Regions from separate parts of the Ovis aries genome. Here region 1 is linked to region 2. Evidence: chromatin contacts called from public Hi-C data. All regions are on one chromosome and are shown on one strand. Each heading gives the region's core, a stretch centred on a gene start, on an enhancer-like site or on the middle of the called end of the contact. The rest is flanking DNA. Distances are from core to core; before and after follow the strand shown.

Region 1 (3,543 bases), core at 773-3,272, 1.7 Mb after region 2:
TCATGGGGTCGCACAGAGTCGGAGTGACACGAGTGAGCAAATTCACTTCACTGCTGCCCATTGGAGAAGGAAATGGCAACAACATGCATTCCAGTATTCTTGCATGGAGAATCCCATGGACAGAAGACCCTAGTGGGCTAGTCCACAGGGTTGCAAAGAGTTGGGTATGACTAAAGCAACTTAGCATTGCTGCCCACAGGGTCCCCAAGAGTTGGACATGATCTAGAGACTGAACAACAATTGTCCCCATCTATGTTCTAGGTTATACATCTGAGAAAATTATGTGTCTAAAAAAATATCTAGGGATATAACCAATGAATTACAGCATTGCTTATAATACTAAAAATTGAAAACAAGCAAAATATCCATCAAGGTGGCTTCAGTCTGAAGGCTCCACAGCCCCCTAAATCTTAATAGAATCCACATGAAAAGTGAAAAAAGTAAGGAGAGAAGGCTTGCAGTCTAAAGCAGGGGATGGCAAACTGCGGTCCATGAACCAAATCTGGCCTACTGCCTGTTTGGGTGCGTATTAGAAGTTGCATCCAAAATGTGTATAGCTGTGAGTTTTTCCATTTTTAAAATGGTTGGAAGAAAAGAAAGTCAATATGTCAGAGGTCTTTCATGACGTGTGAAAATAAGAAATTCACATTTCAGTATTCATAAACAAGCCATTATTGGAACACAGCCCCCCTCATTCATTCATGTTTTGTCCAGAGCTTCTTTGTCACCACAATGACAGATTTGAGAAGTTTCAACAGAGACCCAGGTTGACCCATCAAGCCTTATTTTTCCTTATCTGGCCCTTTTTCCTTTATGCTGACCTCCAGCCAAAGATGCAGAAACAGCTTGTTAAACAAGATACCAACTTTTAAAAAACTTTTTATTTTCTATGGAGGTATAGCTGATTCACAACGTTGTGGTAACTTCAGGTTCACAACAAATTGATTCAGTCATACATTCACATGTATCTATTCTTTTTCAGATTCTTTGCTCTTGAACTCCCCTCCACGTCACTGTGGTATCCAAGCTCCAGCTGGGTGCTGTTGTTTGCAGCATTTACCACACTGATTTGACTGAGGATCCCTCCTTTATGTCTCATCCTGTACACATTTTTAAAAACTCCAGTTTGGGAAATGCTGTTCTTGAGCATGGGATTCTCCAGGCCAGAATACTGGAGTGGGTAGCCATTCCCTTCTCCAGGGGAGCTTCCTGACCCAGGGATCTAACCCAAGGCTCCTGCATTGCAGGCAGATTCTTTACCATCTGAGCCATAGGCTACACCCCAATACAAAATAAAAAGTTTTAAAAGGCAAAAAGTAAAAATAAAATTAAAAAGGAATGAAGAGCTAATGATGAAATTTCAGTTATCTGTGAATGCATTGCAAACATCTCCCAGTGTAAAAGAGAATTTGAGTTCTACATGTCTTTCAGATTACATCAATGGGAAGTATGGACAACTCTTCCTTGGGAATATAACTATGGGGGAAAAATCAACTTTGAGGAAAGAACCTTTTCTGTTGACAAAATAACACCATCTTTGTATTATAAAAGAAAAAAGGTAATTCTAAATATGGGGAAATGTCACAGAAAAAAAATGGCTATGTTGGCTCAGCAGAATGTTTGGTAAATGTTAACGCTAAAAACACTAAGCATGAGCTATGTGTAACCGTAATTCCTAAAGCCTCTGGAAGTCAGTAAATGTTACATAACAACCACCATCATCATTTCACTAGGGATTTAAAAACAGGATCAGTCTGTTCTTGCTGAAAGAATAAAAAATTCTCCTTTTGTGAAATAATAGTGACCTCCAGTGGCTGTCTTGTTATAGTGCTTTACATTTTCACAAATGCTGCTTAAAAAAAAAAAAAATTAAACATATGATACAAACAAAAAGATAAAATCTTTTCCAGATTTTAAACATTCATCTTTTCATTTCACATGTTTAGGTTGAGTGTGTCTCATTGTCAACACAGTTTTGAGCATCAGGAGAGAAAAACATGGGCTAAGAATCAGAAGACAGAGCCTTAGGACAAATGTGATGACCTAAAAGCTGTCTGACTCTGGACAAGATCATTTTGGACTTCCCTGAGCCTTGGCCTTCTCCCAGTGGTGTTCTGAGTAACAGTGAAAGCATACGTAGAAACACTCTTTATACTGTAGTGCTCATTGCAGAGAAATGGTACTATGTCATGTATGTTTCCTTCTTTAGAGTTTTTGAAACATGTCAAGAAAGTCAAGACATATGGGGTTAATATAGGAATGGGCAACCTTCCATTCAGACCCAAGAATGGAAGAAACAAATTGCCCTCTGGAAGCTAAAACATGAAGTCAACTTCAAAGAGACCAGGAAAAAGAAATGTGAAGTTCTCCAAGTCCATGATGATTTCATGAGGTGGACACCCTTGGCTGCCACTTCCTTCCCTGTTCTCTCTTACCAGAAGAGCCTTAGTCTCATTCTGGGGTTCACCCTCCCATGTTTTATAAATCACTAGGAGCTAAGTTGATCATACTTTTATTCTCTTTCCCAGTGACCGGATTTGGCCATGGTTATATGACCCAGCCAGCTCGATAGGATCCGAATTCTTCCTGGGGGCAGTAGCATGCACAGTCATGCTGTTATTCTTGCTATGGAAAAAATATTTACAGATGGTAACCTCCCTCCAGCCCCTATTTTTGAGGGGGTATGATCATGAAACGGGATACCTGGCGTTTCTGCAGCTGTCTGTGACTGTGAGAGGAGACCCTGGTGGTACCCTGAAAGCAGCAGAGCAGAGATGCAGAAATTACCTGAATCCTTAAAAATCAGTGTTGCGCTGTGGACTTTGCCAGTCTTAGAATTACCTACGTGTGTACTTGTAATGTGAGAGATGAAGCCCATTGCTTTTAAGGACATATTTAGTTGGAAGCTTTGTTACTCGTAGCAGAAGGGAGCCTTACACATTCCATGAGGCGTTGTCACTCTCAAGGCCTCTAAGCTTGGAAATGTCTGGCCCTTGATGAATTCCTTTTTGAAAATCATCTATAGCATATGAAGACTCTTGAAAGTCCCTTGGACAGCAAGGAGATCAAACCAGTCAATCTTACAGGAGATCAACCCTGAATACTCACTGGAAGGACTGAGGCTGAAGCTGAAGCTCCAGTATTTTGGTCATCTGTTGCAAATAGCTGACTCATTGGAAAAGTCCCTGATGCTGGGAAAGATTGAGGGAAGAAGAAGAGGGCATCAGAGGATGAGATGGCTGGATGGCATCACCAATGCAATGAACATGAACTTGGGCAAACTCTGGGAGATGGTGAGGGGCAGGGAGGTCTGGAGTGCTGCAGTCCATGCGGTCGCAAAGAGTTGGACATGACTGGGCAACAACAGCTTATGTTCATAGAGTTATAATTAAATATAATGCATACCATAATTTTCATATTAGTGAAACAACTGGGGTTCAGACTAAAGAGAAATCTTTACAAAGGAGAAGATATTGGTATCTGTTTGATGATGCAACTGACATTGTATCATTGGATTTAATGAATTAACGGATCAATTTACAA
Region 2 (3,792 bases), core at 1,146-3,645:
GCTGGGGGCAGCTCCAGCTTCCGGCTTTGTGTGACTGTTGAGTCCTGACTTACCCAAATCGACTTCTCCATCCCAACTTGGGGAGTGCGGTCTCTGCGGAACAAACTGTAAGCCGTATGAGCATTCTCACTTCTTTTTTAAAATGTAAATTTTAAGTGCTGGTTGGGAGGGGAAAGGCTTGAGGGTGCCTGTCTGGACTGGCCCTCGTCTTCCCGACACCCTCATTACCTTTGAGCCGCTGAGTGGAAACCTCTCCAAGGAAACCGCCAGGTGGCACCTGTAAGGCGCAGATGGGGAGAGCTGTTTGCCCCACACCCCACAACCCGGAATAGCCCGGCTGCTTGCCTTCGCCCGCGGGCTTGTCGGCTAGGCGGTGGAGGAGAGTTAGCCTCCGCGCAGCCTGCGCGATTACGTACCCTGTTTTCCCGACACCCCAAACAACGATGAGTGTAGATCTGGCCCCAAGCGCCCGGGCTGCTCAAGGCATGTCACATGCTTGTTGGGAGCGGCTCGGCCCCAGTCACCGAGCCGCGACGTGGGGGCTGTTGGTGGGTGGCGGGGGACCGAGCTGAGTTGGAAGCCTCGCCGGTGCTCAGGTCTCCTCCCCTCGACTTCATCCTGGGCCACGGCGGAGGAGTGGCGAGAGACGGGGGTCCCAGGGCGGTGGCAGGCAGAAGTCCGGGGAACAGGGGGACACCTCCTCCCACTCTCTCCCGACCCCACGATCCTGGGTCTGAGCCAGGATCCGGGACGCCTCCTCCCGCGGCTTAAAAACCCTGCGGTTTCGGTGGCCCAGGAGCAGTGTGCCGGCCTCGGGTCGCTGCTCCCTAAAGCGCTCCGCAGCGGCGAACCCAGCAGCGCAGCCTGGGGACCATCCCCGCTAGCAGAGGGGCCCGGCAGAAGGTCGGGGAGCGGGGAGGTCGGGGAGCGGGGAGGCCTCCCACGGAGCACGCGTGTCGGGGTCGTTGTGGATTGGGCGGCCGGGTCACCAACTCCACTCCATCGGTAGCGGGAAGCGAGCTGCGCCAGTTTCGCCGCTGTGGTTGCCGTCGCTGCCTCTCTTCGGCCGCCGGTGACATCGGGAGGAGACCGCTGGGAAAGGGCCGAGGAGGAGGAGGAGGTGCAGGGAGGGCTGGGGCGGGGGGCAGAAAGTAGCGGTTGTGCCAGGGGGCGTGTGAGCCGCCGGAGAGGCGGCCGCGCCGGCGACAACTTCTCCCGGCGCGCGCGGCCGGTGAGGGAGCCGGGAGCGCGGCGGGACCGGGAGCCCGAGGGAGGCGCGGGAGCCTCGGGAGCCGCCGCCCGCGCCCTGCGCCCTGCGCCGCCGCCGCCGCGCCTCCGGCGCGCTTCCTCCCGGTTCCCAGCCCCGGGTGCTGAGGCTCCGGTCTATAAATAGCAGGTTACTGCTCCTGCTCGGCGCTCACAGGCTCACCAGCGAACGCCGGAAAGTCAGACTAAAAGTGTCTGCCGCTGCCGCCGCCGCTGCCGCCCCCCGCTCCGCCTCCGGGAGAGGTAATTACCCGCCGGGGCCCCGAGGACCCGGAGGGGGCGTTGGCGGGGTGGGCTGGGTGACGGTGGGGGATCGGGGTCGGGGCCGTTGGAGCGGGTCTCACTGAGAGCGCGGGGGCACGTCCTGGCTGGGGTGCGGGGTGCGGGGGGCAGAGCTTGTCTGTCTGGCATCAAGTTTCTCAGCCTGGCGGCCCCGATAGCCCCATCCAGAGCCCCGATCCTGAGGGGTGTGGTGTGCTGTGCGGGCTGACCTGGGCTGCCGGGGTACCCCTGACAGCCGCGGACCCTCTGGCCTGGAGCCCCTCGGCCGGGCCGCGCGCCGGTCCAGGTTCAGCGTCCCCCCTCACCCTCGCTCTCTGGGCCCTGCGCTAACTCGGAGCTCTCAGAGCTCACTGACCTTCCAAGGCTGCGCCCACCCTCGCGGTCCTTTTGACGAGGCTGCGGGCGCCCGGGGGACGCGCTCTCAGCCCCATCCCGGCGGCTAAGCTGCCGCCGCCGCCCGCCTAGCGAGAAGTCGTCTTCAAGGCAAGGGCAGGGGGTGGAAGGTGGGAGTAACGATCATTGATCCTGGGGTCTGGGTTGCCCCAAGTTTTGTTTTTTTCCTAAAGGCCCCTCTTGACCCCCTTGAGCCCCCCATGACCACCCCCATCCTACTCCAAGAAACTCAATTCTGGCAAAGAAGCCCGGGGTACGTCTCTTCTTGGCCACCAAGCATCTCTTGAGAGGTCTCAAGAAAAGGGTTAGAAAGCGAGGGCAGTGGCTGGAGGGCGGGGGGTCGTGGTCGTGGTGGGGAGCTGTGGGGGGCGGGCAGGGAAGAATGGTTGGTTGGCGTCTGGAAACTGCGCTGCAGAGTCCACGGGCGCGCTGGCACCTCTGGCAGAGAGGGCCATGCCGGGGATGCTAGGAGCCAGGGGCTGGTTCCTGAACGGACTATCAGGGCTTGCAGCTGGGACTAAGATCAGAAAGCTGGAGCTCCAGGTACCTGCTTTGGCCTCTCCCGATGCCTCTGAAATCTCCCTTTTAGGGGGTGGTTTCTGCCCTTACGCTGTGGAGAGGCACTGGCAGTTACTGTCTGGGGACAAGAGGTTTATAAGGGTGAGGATATGCATATTGATTAGATTGTTGCTGCTGCTGCTGCTGCTGCCCCAAACTTAAAAACCAGGGAGGTTTTTTCTATTACTCTTGTCTTAATGATGCAGATTCACTTTGCCCGTCTCCCCCTAACCCCTGCAGCCAAGCGAAGTTTCCTCCCTCTTTCAGAGGTGTGTTCTGTGAGGTCATTAGATTATGACTTCTCTCCAGGTGTTAAAACATTTTGCATATCTCCTTCCTCTCCTGATAGAACTTGTTTGTAAAGGTGTGGCTCTATAAACTAAGCGAAAAGCTGGCAGGCAGGGGAGTCGATTGTCCTCTTCACCTCAAGAAGGGCACTAGGTAGCTTGTTTGTAAGCATAGGATTACATTTCAAAGACCCTGCTTGTAATAGGGATTTTCTTAGTGGATCCTGGAACAGTAATAGTAGTAATCTGTCTGTGCTAAAGCGGGCATAGAAGGTGCAAGGAACCACCAAGAGGGCAGCTGGCTAGTGCAAGAAGTTAAGTAAAAACAGGACTGGGTAAGTGGGCATTGCCTTACTTAATAGACAAAGAAATGCATTACCTTGTGTTTCTTTGTGGTGTACTCCAGTAAGGTAAAGCATTGAGGTAAAATTAGAGTAAATGATCAGTGGCTTCCTGATAGGTACTTGAGCACTAAAAACTGAACCTCTTGGATCTGTAGTAATGTACAATACCACTGCAATGGAATGCTTTTTCAGGGTATTTCTTTAAAATGTGATTTAGAACATTGTCCTTGAAAGGTTATGAACTGTGCATGGGAAGAGGGTCTAGATCCTTAGTGTTCGGAATACTACGTGCTGATTGAAATACTGCTCTTATTTTCAAAGATTATTCTCTGTGATTAGGCAAATCAATACTTATTTGTGATAAATTAATGACCAGTTAAGATGTACATATTTATAACTCTGTTTTGCTTTTGATTCTTTGATAAAGTATAAGAAAAACCAAAGAGACCAAGTTTAGTCTTGTTCTTCCAGCTATTTAAGGAAACACATGGTCAAAGTTATAGGCAGGAAGTACTTTCTATGTTGGGTTTGAGCTTCACTTTGGGGATGTAAATTGACTGAATGACTTCATATCTCAGAAGAGTTTTGTCAAAATACTCATAACACAGACTCGTCAGTTAAATTTGATTATAAAATAATGCTATTATATTTGAGTTGTGTGA

The links. A called contact is a pair of places that touch in the nucleus more often than the background predicts.
Region 1: a Hi-C map of tail adipose tissue shows a contact between it and region 2, with 10 times the contacts expected there. The contact joins the enhancer-like site here to the promoter of LOC114108871 in region 2. A contact is called at or near these places in 4 of 16 Hi-C or Micro-C datasets (hypothalamus, omental adipose tissue and tail adipose tissue).

Annotation. Positions count from the first base shown.
Region 1 is chr17:16,695,784-16,699,326 of ARS-UI_Ramb_v3.0, forward strand. No RefSeq gene overlaps it. Among named protein-coding and RNA genes, the nearest start is that of RNF150, 33 kb to the right of the region's middle. Within about 2 kb of position 2,023, at least 5 of the 54 cell types and tissues checked have an H3K27ac peak or open chromatin away from gene starts, as enhancers often do. A contact at or near this core is called in tail adipose tissue, where this site is marked.
Region 2 is chr17:15,044,834-15,048,625 of ARS-UI_Ramb_v3.0, forward strand. LOC114108871 (serine/arginine repetitive matrix protein 1-like) reads right to left here and starts at 2,396. Exons shown (of 7, transcript XM_027956959.2): 1 at 2,276-2,396; 2 at 1,854-2,024; 3 at 1,453-1,634; 4 at 417-1,383; 5 at 229-277; 6 at 54-105. The coding sequence starts at 2,396. INPP4B (inositol polyphosphate-4-phosphatase type II B) reads left to right here and starts at 1,234. Exons shown (of 26, transcript XM_015101375.4): 1 at 1,234-1,509.